Regions from separate parts of the Capra hircus genome. Here region 2 is linked to region 1. The links are chromatin contacts, called in public Hi-C maps. All regions are on one chromosome and are shown on one strand. The core of a region is the stretch at or near the end of the contact, and the rest is flanking DNA. Distances in the headings are between cores, read along the strand shown.

Region 1 (5,749 bases), core at 1,674-4,173:
CCAACATCACTTTCTGCAAGGGCCCTGCAGGGGGTGGGCAGGGAAGAGAAGGCTGCTGGGGATCCCATGAGGCCATGAACTGACAACGCCCAACCCAGGCTCGTGAACCGTGAACTCCCTGATGTTCAAGCTGGTTTTAGAAAAGGCAGAGGAACCAGAGATCAAATTTCCAACATCCGTTGGATCATGGAAAAAGCAAGAGAGTTCCAGAAAAACATCTATTTCTGCTTTCTTGACTATGCCAAAGCCTTTGACTCTGTGGATCACAATAAACTGTGGAAAGAGATGGGAATACCAGACCACCTAACCTGCCTCTTGAGAAATCTGTATGCAGGTCAGGAAGCAACAGTTAGAACTGGACTTGGAACAACAGACTGGTTCCAAATAGGAAAAGGAGTACGTCAAGGCTGTATATTGTCACCCTGCTTATTTAACTTATATGCAGGGTATATCATGAGAAACGCTGGACTGGAAGAAACACAAGCTGGAATCAAGATTGCCGGGAGAAATATCAATAACTTCAGAAAGGCAGATGACACCACCCTTATGGCAGAAAGTGAAGAGGAGCTAAAAAGCCTCTTGATGAAAGTGAAAGAGGAGAGTGAAAACGTTGGCTTAAAGCTCAACATTCAGAAAACGAAGATCATGGCATCTGGTCCCATCACTTCAGGGGAAATAGATGGGGAAACAGTAGAAACAGTGTCAGACTTTATTTTCTTGGGCTCCAAAATCACTGCAGATGGTGACTGCAGCCATGAAATTAAAAGACGCTTACTCCTTGGAAGACAAGTTATGAGCAACCTAGATAGTATACTCAAAAGCAGAGACATTACTTTTCCAACAAAGGTCCATCTAGTCAAGGCTATGGTTTTTCCTGTGGTCATGTATGGATGTGAGAGTTGGACTGTAAAGAAGGCTGAGCTCCGAAGAATTGCTGCTTTTGAACTGCAGTGTTGGAGAAGACTCTTGAGAGTCCCTTGGACTGCAAGGAGGTCCAACCAGTCCATTCTGAAGGAGATCAACCCTGGGATTTCTTTGGAAGGAATGATGCTAAAGCTGAAACTCCAGTACTTTGGCCACCTCATGAGAAGAGTTGACTCACTGGAAAAGACTCTGATGCTGGGAGAGATTGAGGGCAGGAGGAGAAGGGGACGACCCACGATGAGATGGCTGGATGGCATCATGGACTTGATGGACGTGGGTCTGGGTGAACTCTGGGAGATGGTGATGGACAGGGAGGCCTGGCGTGCTGCGATTCATGGGGTCGCAAAGAGTCGGACACGACTGAGCGACTGAACGGAACTGAACTGAACTGAACCCAGGCTCTGACGGGTAACTTCTGTTACCCCGGGAAGAAACCTTCAACCCGTACCACGCTGCTGGGGAAGCCCTTCCAGGAAGCAGGCTGCTGAGGGTTAGGGCACCCCCAGGTGCGCCTGAGTCCAGCAGACCCAGTCCTGCTGGCCCTGTCCTGAGCTCGACAAGGTGAATGAAGCAAACAGCTTCACCCCCAACTCAGGAGCTGAACGCTGACACCCCGAAGCTACAGATGACAGACAGAAAGACCCCTTGCTGAATCGGTGGGACTGCAAGTCCCCACTGGGGCCCCAGCACGTCCTGAGACTCTTGGGGCCGGGGGTGACTGAGGACAGACGCTCGTGCTGTAAAGAGGAAGGGCCTCCAGCCAGCTTCCTCCTGCCCAGTGGTGGCCCTGTCCCCTGGTGTCACCCCCTGCCCAGACTGCACCTGTGGAGTGAGGTCGCCCGGAAGGTGTGGTGACCTTTGCCCTCAGCCATGAGCTCTCCGTGGTGACTGCGGGTGGCCTCCGCTTTCTGATTTCTTCTTTCGCACCTAAATTCCCTACGTTCAGAATGTGTTCCCTTCACGATTTTTTTCTTTTTTTCTGGCCGCACCCTGCGGCTTGTGGAATCTTAGTTCCCTGACCAGGGATCGAACCCACACCCCCTGCAGGCATTTAACCGCAGAACCACAGGGGATGTCCCTACAATTTTTGCCGTTTTATAAAATGCTGCCTGTCTGTCTCGTCTCGACTAGTTCCTTTTGTGATGATGATCAGAGTCATCTGAAGGCCTGCAGTCAGCAAAGCAGCCTGACACCTGGACCAACTCCTTCCTTCCCCTCGTGCTGTGCTTCTGGGCTCCACCCTGTGCACCAGGTGACGTGATGCAGCGGGGTCAGATGAGCAGGGACCCCCGTTGGAGGCTGCTGCAACCCCAGAGAGACTGCAGCAAGAACTGCACAAGACCTGGCCAATCCCCGATCCGGGCCGGCCTCAGCCTAGGCCAGTGTTTCGAGCACACACTGCGCGTTGGAGTGGAGGGCGGCCCGGTGCCATCAGCCTCTTCTGGCTGAAGTTCTAGATTCCTCCCAGGCACAAGCATGTGGCCACCTGCCATTCAGTGAGCCTTACTTCCAGTTAGCTGTCTCGGCAGTGGGCCACCAGGGTGCGGCTGTTCCCCGAGGTCTGCTCCCTGCGAGATGCTGGGGAGATGACCTGGGGTGGGGGTGGGGAGCCGTGCTCTTCAGAGGAGAACCTGCCACTCTCGAGCAGCTGACGACCACCCTGCTCTTAGGGCTTTTGTGAACTTGCCATTGCACGTGCTTCCCTTGGGGAAGGCTTGGGCCGGAGAGCTGTCCGTGGGGCCCGGCAGCTCTAGGGCAGGAAGGCGCACTGCGCGTCCCTGGGGGGCATCCCTGCGGCCGGGGCGCTCTTGGAGAACAGCCCAGGCGGCCCGCCCTGGCCGTGAGCTGCCCACAGGGGCGAGTCCAGGGGCTCGAGCTTGACTGCGGGAGCTGGCCCGGGAGCCCGGCAGTTGCAGCCCAGGTTGGGGGGCTGGTGGCTCCGCACACAGAGGCGGGGCGGGGGCGGGGGCTCCAGGCAGGCACAGGACACGGGGTGCAGCGGGGCCAGCCCCCTGCCGGGTCTGGGCGGGGCACCCAGCAGGCCAGGGCCTGGGGGTGGGCTGTACAGGGGCTGCCTGGCGCCTGGCTCCGTCTTCAGGTGCATCTTGGTTGGGAAGGTGGCCAGCTGTCTCTTGGCTGGGTTGCTGGCCCCCAGCCACACCTGGGCTGGGGACACGCAGTAGCCATCCGCTGCATCCTCGGACCCCGAGTCACTCTCCATCTTGATGGGCACGTCGAGCGACAGCGTGGGGTGACTCGGGGCTCCCGGGGGCATCAGAAGGCCTCGCAGCTTGTCCTCAGCAGGGTAGCCGCCCACCGGGAGATGCTGGAGTGCCGGCCGAGGGACCCTGCTGTCCAGGCCCCCCTGGGGGAAGGGGCCGGGGGTGGGGGGCGGCGCTGGGCCCTGGTGCCCGTCCCTCAGGGCTCTGCTGGTCCGGCCGGCGCAGGCCCCCGGGGGCGGCCTGGGCGGGTGTGAGCTGGGTGCGCTCCGGAGGGAGTGGACGGCGCCCTGCGCACCCGGGTAGGGCAAGCAGGCACCGCGGGCCGGGGCGGCGGGGAACGGGTCGGCCTTGCCGGGCTCCAGCTTCCGCTTGGCGCTGCCGCTGTCCTGACTGTGCCTCCCAGCAGCCCAGTCCGGGTGCTTCACAGGGCCCAGGGGCTCTAGGCGGCAGCTGTACGGGGGCGCATCCCGCGGGAGCCCCCCGAGCTCCTCTCCTTCCCCGGCCCTGCGGGAAGGGACGCCCGTCAGACAGGACAGGCTGCAGGGGCAACCCTGCATCAGGTGGGTGCCACCTGCAGCCCCGGGACCCCAGGCCAGCCCCCTCCCTCCCCGAAGGGCCCCTCCCACAGTCCCCCAGCACCTGGTGGTGGGGCGGGGGGCCTGGGTTGGGAGCGAGGGGAGAGGGTGTCTGAGCGAAGGTGAGGACAGAGGCTGGGGAGCCAGTGTCCCCGGCCAGTCCCCACGCAGCGAGGACGACCTCCAGGGCGAGGAGCGGCTGTGGGTGCCCTCTGTGACCCCCGGCCCACCCAGGGAGGCTGAGGGCTGCGGGCCCCGTGACTCAGTCCCTTACCCTGCGGTGCCCTCGAGGCCAAGGACAAGGTCAGGGCCTCCCCGGAGGCACAGGCAGGGGCCCCGGGCTGTGAGCCGGCCCCAGCGGCAGGCGTCCTCTGGCGCCCTGAACAAGGAGAGGCCATTTTCTCCGTTGCTTCTCCCTGTCAGGATTCGGAAAAGCAAGGCTGAGCAGAGCCTGGAGCAGGTAGACACTCACCTTCCGCAAGGTGACCGACCCTGAGAGCCGGCTCTGCCCACCCGCCCCATGCTCCAGACAGCATCGGGCCCCCACGCGCTTGAAAAGGTGGTCAAGAGAATTGTGAGGAGTACCTGCTGAGTAATTGGGGTTTCCGAGCAATTCTGATTCGCAGAGACGTGAGGCAGCTTTTGCTCTGCAAAGGACAGACAAGACCAAAGCAACAAGCAGATTAAACGTGTGTCGAGGGCAGAAATTACACACGCCGGGCGTTGCTGCCACCCAAGAGCGTAAGATACAGCGACTCCCCGTGCGAAAGTCTGTGGAGACTGGAAAGCCTTCTCTCAGTTACAGGGCTGCTGGAAATCCCAGTTCACATCACTTTTCCGGCCAGTGAAACACTGACGGGTTTGCCTCAGAAAGCAGACACGTGTGGCTGCCGGATGGGCGTCGGCGCGCTTGCCTTCTTCTGGGTGGTCAGAATGAAGACACAGACCCCTGTGACCTGCGCTAGTTACCTGCAGTGGCTCACAAAGGCACTGTGGGCACTGAGTTAGGGATACTGAACACTGACTGCCCAGGGCAGCGTGTACACACACACAGGCCTGTGTCTCATACGACTTACAATCACAGACCCTAAGGCAGCTTGCAACTTATCCCACAGATCGTATTCTGCTCATATTTCCAAAGAAAAAGACGAGGCTCTGAAGTGTTAAGCAACTTGCCTGAAGCTGCCCCCACAGCAGGTGCAGGAGTGGGATTCAAACCCTGGCCACCTGGCCGCACAGCCAGAGCTTCCTGCCCTGCAGCGGCCCTGACTCTCCATCTCGTGGGTGTCTCTGCAGGAGCAGAGACAGGGCAGAGGTGGAGATGGAGACAGAGGAGACTCAGAGACGGGCCCCGAGGCGCAGCAGGGACGGGGCAGAGGAGGAGAGCACACAGGACCCGTGAACATTCAGGAGCGAGGCTCTTCACAAAGTCCCCTTTCAGGAAGAATCGCAAAGGCCCCAAACGGGGTCCAGCGAGCACGATGCTCCATCCAGAGCCAGCCTCCTGGGCCTCAAACTCCCCGGGTTCACTCCTCACGGTCTGTGAGCTCAGAGGGGAGTGGACGGGAGGAGGTGCTCCAGGAAGGAGTTCAGCTCAGGGCAGAATTCGGCTCCAGAAAACCCAGAAGGCGACAGAAGCTTCTTTGCCAAAATGTTGGAGGGCTCTTCCTCTCTTCCAGTTTTTTTCTTTATTTTTAAAATTTTCACAGAGTTGGCTTCTGTCACACAACACTGTGAATCGGCCATAATTATACATCTATCCCCTCCGCTCCCCCCCGCCCCGCCGAACCTAGAGCTTGCTGCACAGTGAAGCGAGTCAGACCGAGGAAAACAAATATCACATATTAGCGCATACATGGGGAATCTAGTGAAATGGTACTGAGGGGCCGATCTGCAGGGCAGGCGTGGAGACGCAGACGCAGTGAATGGACTTCTGGACACCGTGGGGGAGGGAGGGCGCCCGACGGAGAGGACCGCGTCCACATACATGCACCGCCCGCTGTGGAACCGGGAGCCACGAGGAGCTGC
Region 2 (5,749 bases), core at 2,332-4,831, 93 kb after region 1:
AAGGGATTTGATTTAGGTCATACCTGAATGGTCTAGTGGTTTTCCCTATTTTCTTCAATTTACGTCTGAATTTCGCAATAAGGAGTTAATGATCTGAGTCACAGTCAGCTCTCGGTCTTGTTTTTACTAACTGCATAGAGCTTCTCCATCTTTGAAGAAGATGCTTAGTCGTGTCCAAGTCTTTGTGGCCCCATGAACTGCAGCACACCAAGCTTCCTTGTCCTTCATCATCTCCTGAAGTTTAAACTTAGACTCATGCTCATCGAGTCGGTGATGCCATCCAATCATCTCATCCTCTGCCGCCCCCTTCTCCTTCTGCCTTCAGTCTTTCCCAGCATCAGGGTCTTTCCCAATGAGTTGGCTCTTTGCGTCAGGTAGCCAAAGTATTGGAGCTTCAGCATCAGTCCTTCCAATGAATATTCCAATGACTGTTCAGGGTTGATTTCCTTTATGAATGACATCATGGTAATCGAAGTAGATGCCCCGACCACTAATGCCAAAGAAGCTGAAACTGAACAGTTTTATGAAGACCTAAACTGTGGGAAATTCTTCAAGAGATGGGAACACCAGACCACCTGACCTGCCTCTTGAGAAACCTGTACGCAGGTCAGGAAGCAACAGTTAGAATAGGACATGGAACAACAGACTGGTTCCAAATAGGAAAAGGAGTGCGTCAAGGCTGTATATTGACACCTTGCTTATTTAACTACTATGCAGAGTACATCATGAGAAACGCTGGGCTGGATGAAGCACAGGCTGGAATCAAGATTGCCGGGAGAAATATCAATAACCTCAGATAGGCAGATGACACCACCCTTATGGCAGAAAGTGAAGAGGAGCTAAAAAAGCCTCTTGATGAAAGTGAAAGAGGAGAGTGAAAACGTTGGCTTAAAGCTCAACATTCAGAAAACGAAGATCATGGCACCTGGTCCCATCACTTCATGGGAAATAGATGGGGAAACAGTGGAAACAGTGTCAAACTTTATTTTTCTGGGCTCCAAAATCACTGCAGATGGTGACTGCAGCCATGAAATTAAAATACGCTTACTCCTTGGAAGGAAAGTTATGACCAAACTAGATAGCATATTGAAAAGCAGAGAGATTACTTTGCCAACAAAGGTCCGTCTAGTCAAGGCTATGGTTTTTCCTGTGGTCATGTATGGATGTGAGAGCTGGACTATAAAGAAAGCTGAGCACCGAAGAATGGATGCTTTTGAACTGTGGTGTTGGAGAAGACTCTTGAGAGTCCCTTGGACTGCAAGGAGATCCAACCAGTCCATTCTAAAGGAGGTGAGTCTTGGGTGTTCTTTGGAAGGACTGATGTTGAAGGTGAAACTCCGATACTTTGGCCACCTCATGTGAAGAGTTGACTCATTGGAAAAGACTCTGATGCTAGGAGGGATTGGGGGCAGGAGAAGGGGATGACAGAGGATGAGATGGCTGGATGGCATCACTGACTTGACGGACGCGAGTCTGAGTGAACTCCGGGAGATGGTGATGGACAGGGAGGCCTGGCGTGCTGCGATTCATGGGGTCGCAGATTCGGACACAACTGAGCGACTGAACTGAACTGACTGGTGAAGACCTATGAGATCTTCTAGAACTAACACCAAAAACTAGTCAAAACATAAAAATTGGCAAAACAGAAATGTTGCAAGATATGGAGAAAGTGGAGCTCTTGGCCACTGTGGGTGGGAACGCAAAATAGTGCAGTCAAGTGGAAAACAGAATGGAAGTCCCTCAAAAACTTAGACATAGATCCGTCACATAATCCACCACCTCTGGGGACATGACTGAAGGAAGCGAAAGCACGGTGCTGAGGAGGAACCTGCTCAGCCAGGTTCACAGCAGCTCACGACAGCCAAGACTAGAAGCAGCCTGAGTGTCCACCAACAGGTGAGGGGTGGACGCACGGTGTGCCATTCACACGTCTTAAACAGGAAGGAGAGTCCAAGACAGGCTCCAGCGTGGGTGAGATCTGAGGACCCCGTGCTCAGCGACGTGCACGCGTCCCGGGAGGGCAGACCCTGCAGGACTTGCTCACACAGGGGCCCAGAGGGGTCGGGCTCCTGGAGAACGAGGGGTGGCAGGCGGGGGCGGGGACTCAGTGTTCACGGGGACGGCGCTCCAGCCTCACAGGACGAGGGGTCACGCGGAGGGTGGTGTGAGGCTGCAAAACACTGAGTGCACTCCATACCTGTGAGCTGCGCTCGCCAGTCCCGCCCAGTCCCGTCCAGTCCCGTCCAGTCCAGTCCAGTCCCGTCCAGTCCAGTCGCTCAGTCGTGTCCGACTTTTTGCGACCCCATGAACCGCAGCACGCCAGGCCTCCCTGTCCATCACCATCTCCCGGAGTTCACCCAAACTCATGTCCTTTGGGTCAGTGATGCCATCCAGCCATCTCATCCTCTGTTGTCCCCTTCTCCTCCTGCCCCCAATCCCTCCCAGCATCAGAGTCTTTTCCAATGAGTCAACTCTTCGCATGAGGCGGCCAAAGTATTGGAGTTTCAGCTTTAGCATCATTCCTTCCAAAGAACACCAAGGGCTGATTTCCTTCAGAATGGACTGGTTGGATCTCCTTGCAGTCCAAGGGACTCTCAAGAGTCTTCTCCAACACCACAGTTCAAAAGCAGCAATTCTTCAGTGCTCAGCTTTCTTCACAGTCTAACTCTCACATCCATACATGACCACTGGAAAAACCATAGCCTTGACTAGACGGACCTTTGTTGGCAAAGTAATGTCTCTGCTTTTAGCTGTGCACTTAAAACTGGTTAAAATGGTAAGCTTTTCATTACGTATACTTCCACCATCGTACAACAGGCAAGAGTCTCTGCCTTTACCCATTTTCCCAAGAGGGCCATTCAGCCTCTCACACAGGCTGGCTTCCTGGAGCCTGCAGCCTGGACACCGATGACACCCTCACGTGTGCCCTGGCACACTTCCACGCTCACAGTCACCCTCACACTCGCCCATAAGGGGAGATGCAGTGATGCGGCCATGCCACACACTGCTCCTCACATCAGCTCTGCTGCAGCCCCCGACCCCCCACCCTGGGCCCCCGCCCGCTCCCTCTTTGACCAGGCTCGCCTGGACTGCGCAGGTGGCTCCCCTAGCTGGCTGTGGTGATGGGCGGTGACCGGGGTGGTGACCGGGCGACCATCCTCTTCGTGGAGAGCTGGGCTAGGAACCTGGATGAGAACAGTGGCGTCTCGGGCACATCCATCATGTTCCTGGGAGACAGATAGGGAGCTGGGTCATCAGCTCATGATGCCCGTGGAGGAGGAATGTGAGCGCTGGCAGCCAGGGGCAGGGGCTGAGTGACCAGGCTCAAGGCAGCAGATGGCCTGGCCCCCTGCACAGCCCCACCCTGAGCCCCCCGAGGCTGGGCCGGCTTCCCGGTAGCCCTTCCTCTGCCCCATCCCCGAACCGACTCTCAAGGGCTCCAGGCTGGCCTGAGTGTGGACAATCCTGACAAAGGAAAAGCCCCAGAGCTGTTTCCATCCTCACAACCGGTGACCCGATCCCTTGGGTTTCTCCGCTGCTTCTGGAAATTCCACGCCTTCGGTCAGGGCTCGGGTCTGGGTGAGACCCAGGGTCAGGCGGCCTTCCAGGCGGCACAGCACCGCCCCCGTGTGGCCAACTGGTGCTGAGACCTTTCGGGTGTGGCCCTGGAGGGAAGGGGTCCCCATCTTCCTGTGTGAATGCCTGGGCAGGGCTTGGGGACCCCCAGCCCTTAACCCACCTGCCTCTCCCGCGGCAGCCGCACTCCCAGCCCACACACACCCCCACATGTATGTGCACTGGTACAAACCCGAGTCCGCTGAGAGGGTCCGTGCAGAGTGTATGCCAGCCCACCGCACCCGTGCGCCTGGACTGCCCGTGTGTGCCCCTCCCGCCCACCCGTGTGTCTCCACCACCCATGTGTGTGCCTGCACCAGCTGTGTACGGCGCCACCCGAGCACATCTGTGTCACATCAGACCTCTTTGCAGTTCACGTCCCTGAATCAGGGGACATCCCCAGTCACACGAGCACAGGTTCCTGCCTACGGCCGACCTGCACTGAGAGCAAGCAACTCAATGTCCACTCTGTCTGGGCACAGGCCCCAGGGATCTCCAGAAATTAAAGTCAGGCTGTGCACTGGGCAGGTTCCTCAGTGAAGCTGGGAATTGCTGTCACCCCAGACCAGCTTCAGAGATCCCGGATCCTGGGGTCCAGGGGGGAATCCAGGGCCTAAGGTCCTGCAGGGGTGGGGGTGGGGAGGACAGACAGGCCAACATGAGATTGTGAGGGGCCCACGCCACAGGGGCCCCAAGTGTGAATGCGGGGTGCCTGCCCTCGCTCTGAGCGTGCGGTCTGTGCTGGCCAGAGCTCACGGGGTAAGCAAGCATGGCGCCTCCCAGGGCAGAGGGACCGTGCTGTCCACACTTCCATCCACTGGGGACCAACTATCCACACCTGGGGACCCTCAGGGGAAGTGGGCCCCACTGTCTCCACCTCCATCTACTGGAAAAGCTCCAGGGGAAGAGGGCCCCAGTCTCCACCTCCATCTACAGGGGAACCTTCAGGGGAAGTGGACCCACTGCCTACACTTCCGTCTACTGGGGAACCTCCAGGGGAGGAGGGGCCCACTGTCTACACTCCATCTACTCTGGAACCTCCAGGGGAAGTGGGCCCCACTGTCTCCACCTCCATCTACAGGGAATCTCCCAGGGGAAGTGGGCCCACTGTCTACACCGCCATCTACTCGGGAACCTCCAGGGGAAGTGGGTTTCACTGTCTACACCTCCGTCTATTGGGGAAACTCTAGGGTAGGAGGGGCCAACTGTCTACACCTCCATCCACTGCGGAACCTCCAGGGGAGGGGCCCACTGTCTACACCTCCGTCTACTGGGGAGCCTCTAGGGGAAGTGGGCCCACTGTCTACACTTCCATCTACTGGGGAGTCTCTAGAAGTGGGCCCGCTGTGTACACCTCTGTCTACTGGGGAACCTCCAGAGGGGAAGTGGGCCCCACTATCTCCACCTCCATCCACTGCGGAACCTCCAGGGGAGGAGGGGCCCACTGGGGTCTACTGGGGAACCTCTAGGGGAAGTGGGCCCACTGTCTACACCTCCGTCTACTGGGGAGTCTCTAGAAGTGGGCCCACTGTCTACACCTCCGTCTACTGGGGTCTCTAGAAGTGGGCCCACTGTCTACATCTCCGCTACTGGGGAACCTCCAGGGGAAGTGGGCCTACTGTCTACACCTGTCTAGTGTGCAACCTCCAGAGGGGAAGTGGGCCCCACTGTCTCCACCTCCATCTCCTGGGAGACAGGGAGGTAGACGAGGGGCGGTTTTGGCTGGGGCAGTGGGCACCAGGTACAAGATGAGCCCAGCTGCACACCTAGATGTCCCTTGGGTCAGGAATTTGAGAACCGACCTCTGGAGGACAACTTGTGATTGTGGGCGGGGTCCTCAGAAGTGTTTTGAAGTGCAGAGATCCACGAAGGGTAAAGGTGTGGAATCCTCAGAGAACCCCGTGGACCTTTGTCCATGAGCTCACAAGGCCAGTTGGAGCCCCATAGATTATCTCAACCCCAGGTACTGTGCTCGATGACATTCCTCGTAATCACACTGCAGATAAAACCCACAGCTCCCCAAGGCTCCGATCTCCCACCAGCACAGGTCCCCAAAATGGACCCCCCGTTTCTGGCACCCCAGATCCATTTATGGGTCGCTGACACCCGCCCAGAGGCCCACCCCGAGTCCTGG

The links. Hi-C and Micro-C count contacts between places; a contact is called where the count stands out from the background.
Region 2: a Hi-C map of blood shows a contact between it and region 1, with 6 times the contacts expected there. The contact joins two enhancer-like sites. A contact is called at or near these places in 2 of 5 Hi-C or Micro-C datasets (both in blood).

What each region holds. Positions count from the first base shown.
Region 1 is chr20:71,597,093-71,602,841 of ARS1.2, forward strand. AHRR (aryl hydrocarbon receptor repressor) reads right to left here. Exons shown (of 11, transcript XM_018065798.1): 9 at 4,307-4,368; 10 at 3,996-4,137; 11 at 1,240-3,650. The coding sequence ends at 2,675. Among named protein-coding and RNA genes, the nearest start is that of EXOC3, 6.8 kb to the left of the region's middle. Within about 2 kb of position 2,924, at least 1 of the 5 cell types and tissues checked has an H3K27ac peak or open chromatin away from gene starts, as enhancers often do.
Region 2 is chr20:71,689,545-71,695,293 of ARS1.2, forward strand. No RefSeq gene overlaps it. Among named protein-coding and RNA genes, the nearest start is that of AHRR, 11 kb to the left of the region's middle. Within about 2 kb of position 3,582, at least 1 of the 5 cell types and tissues checked has an H3K27ac peak or open chromatin away from gene starts, as enhancers often do.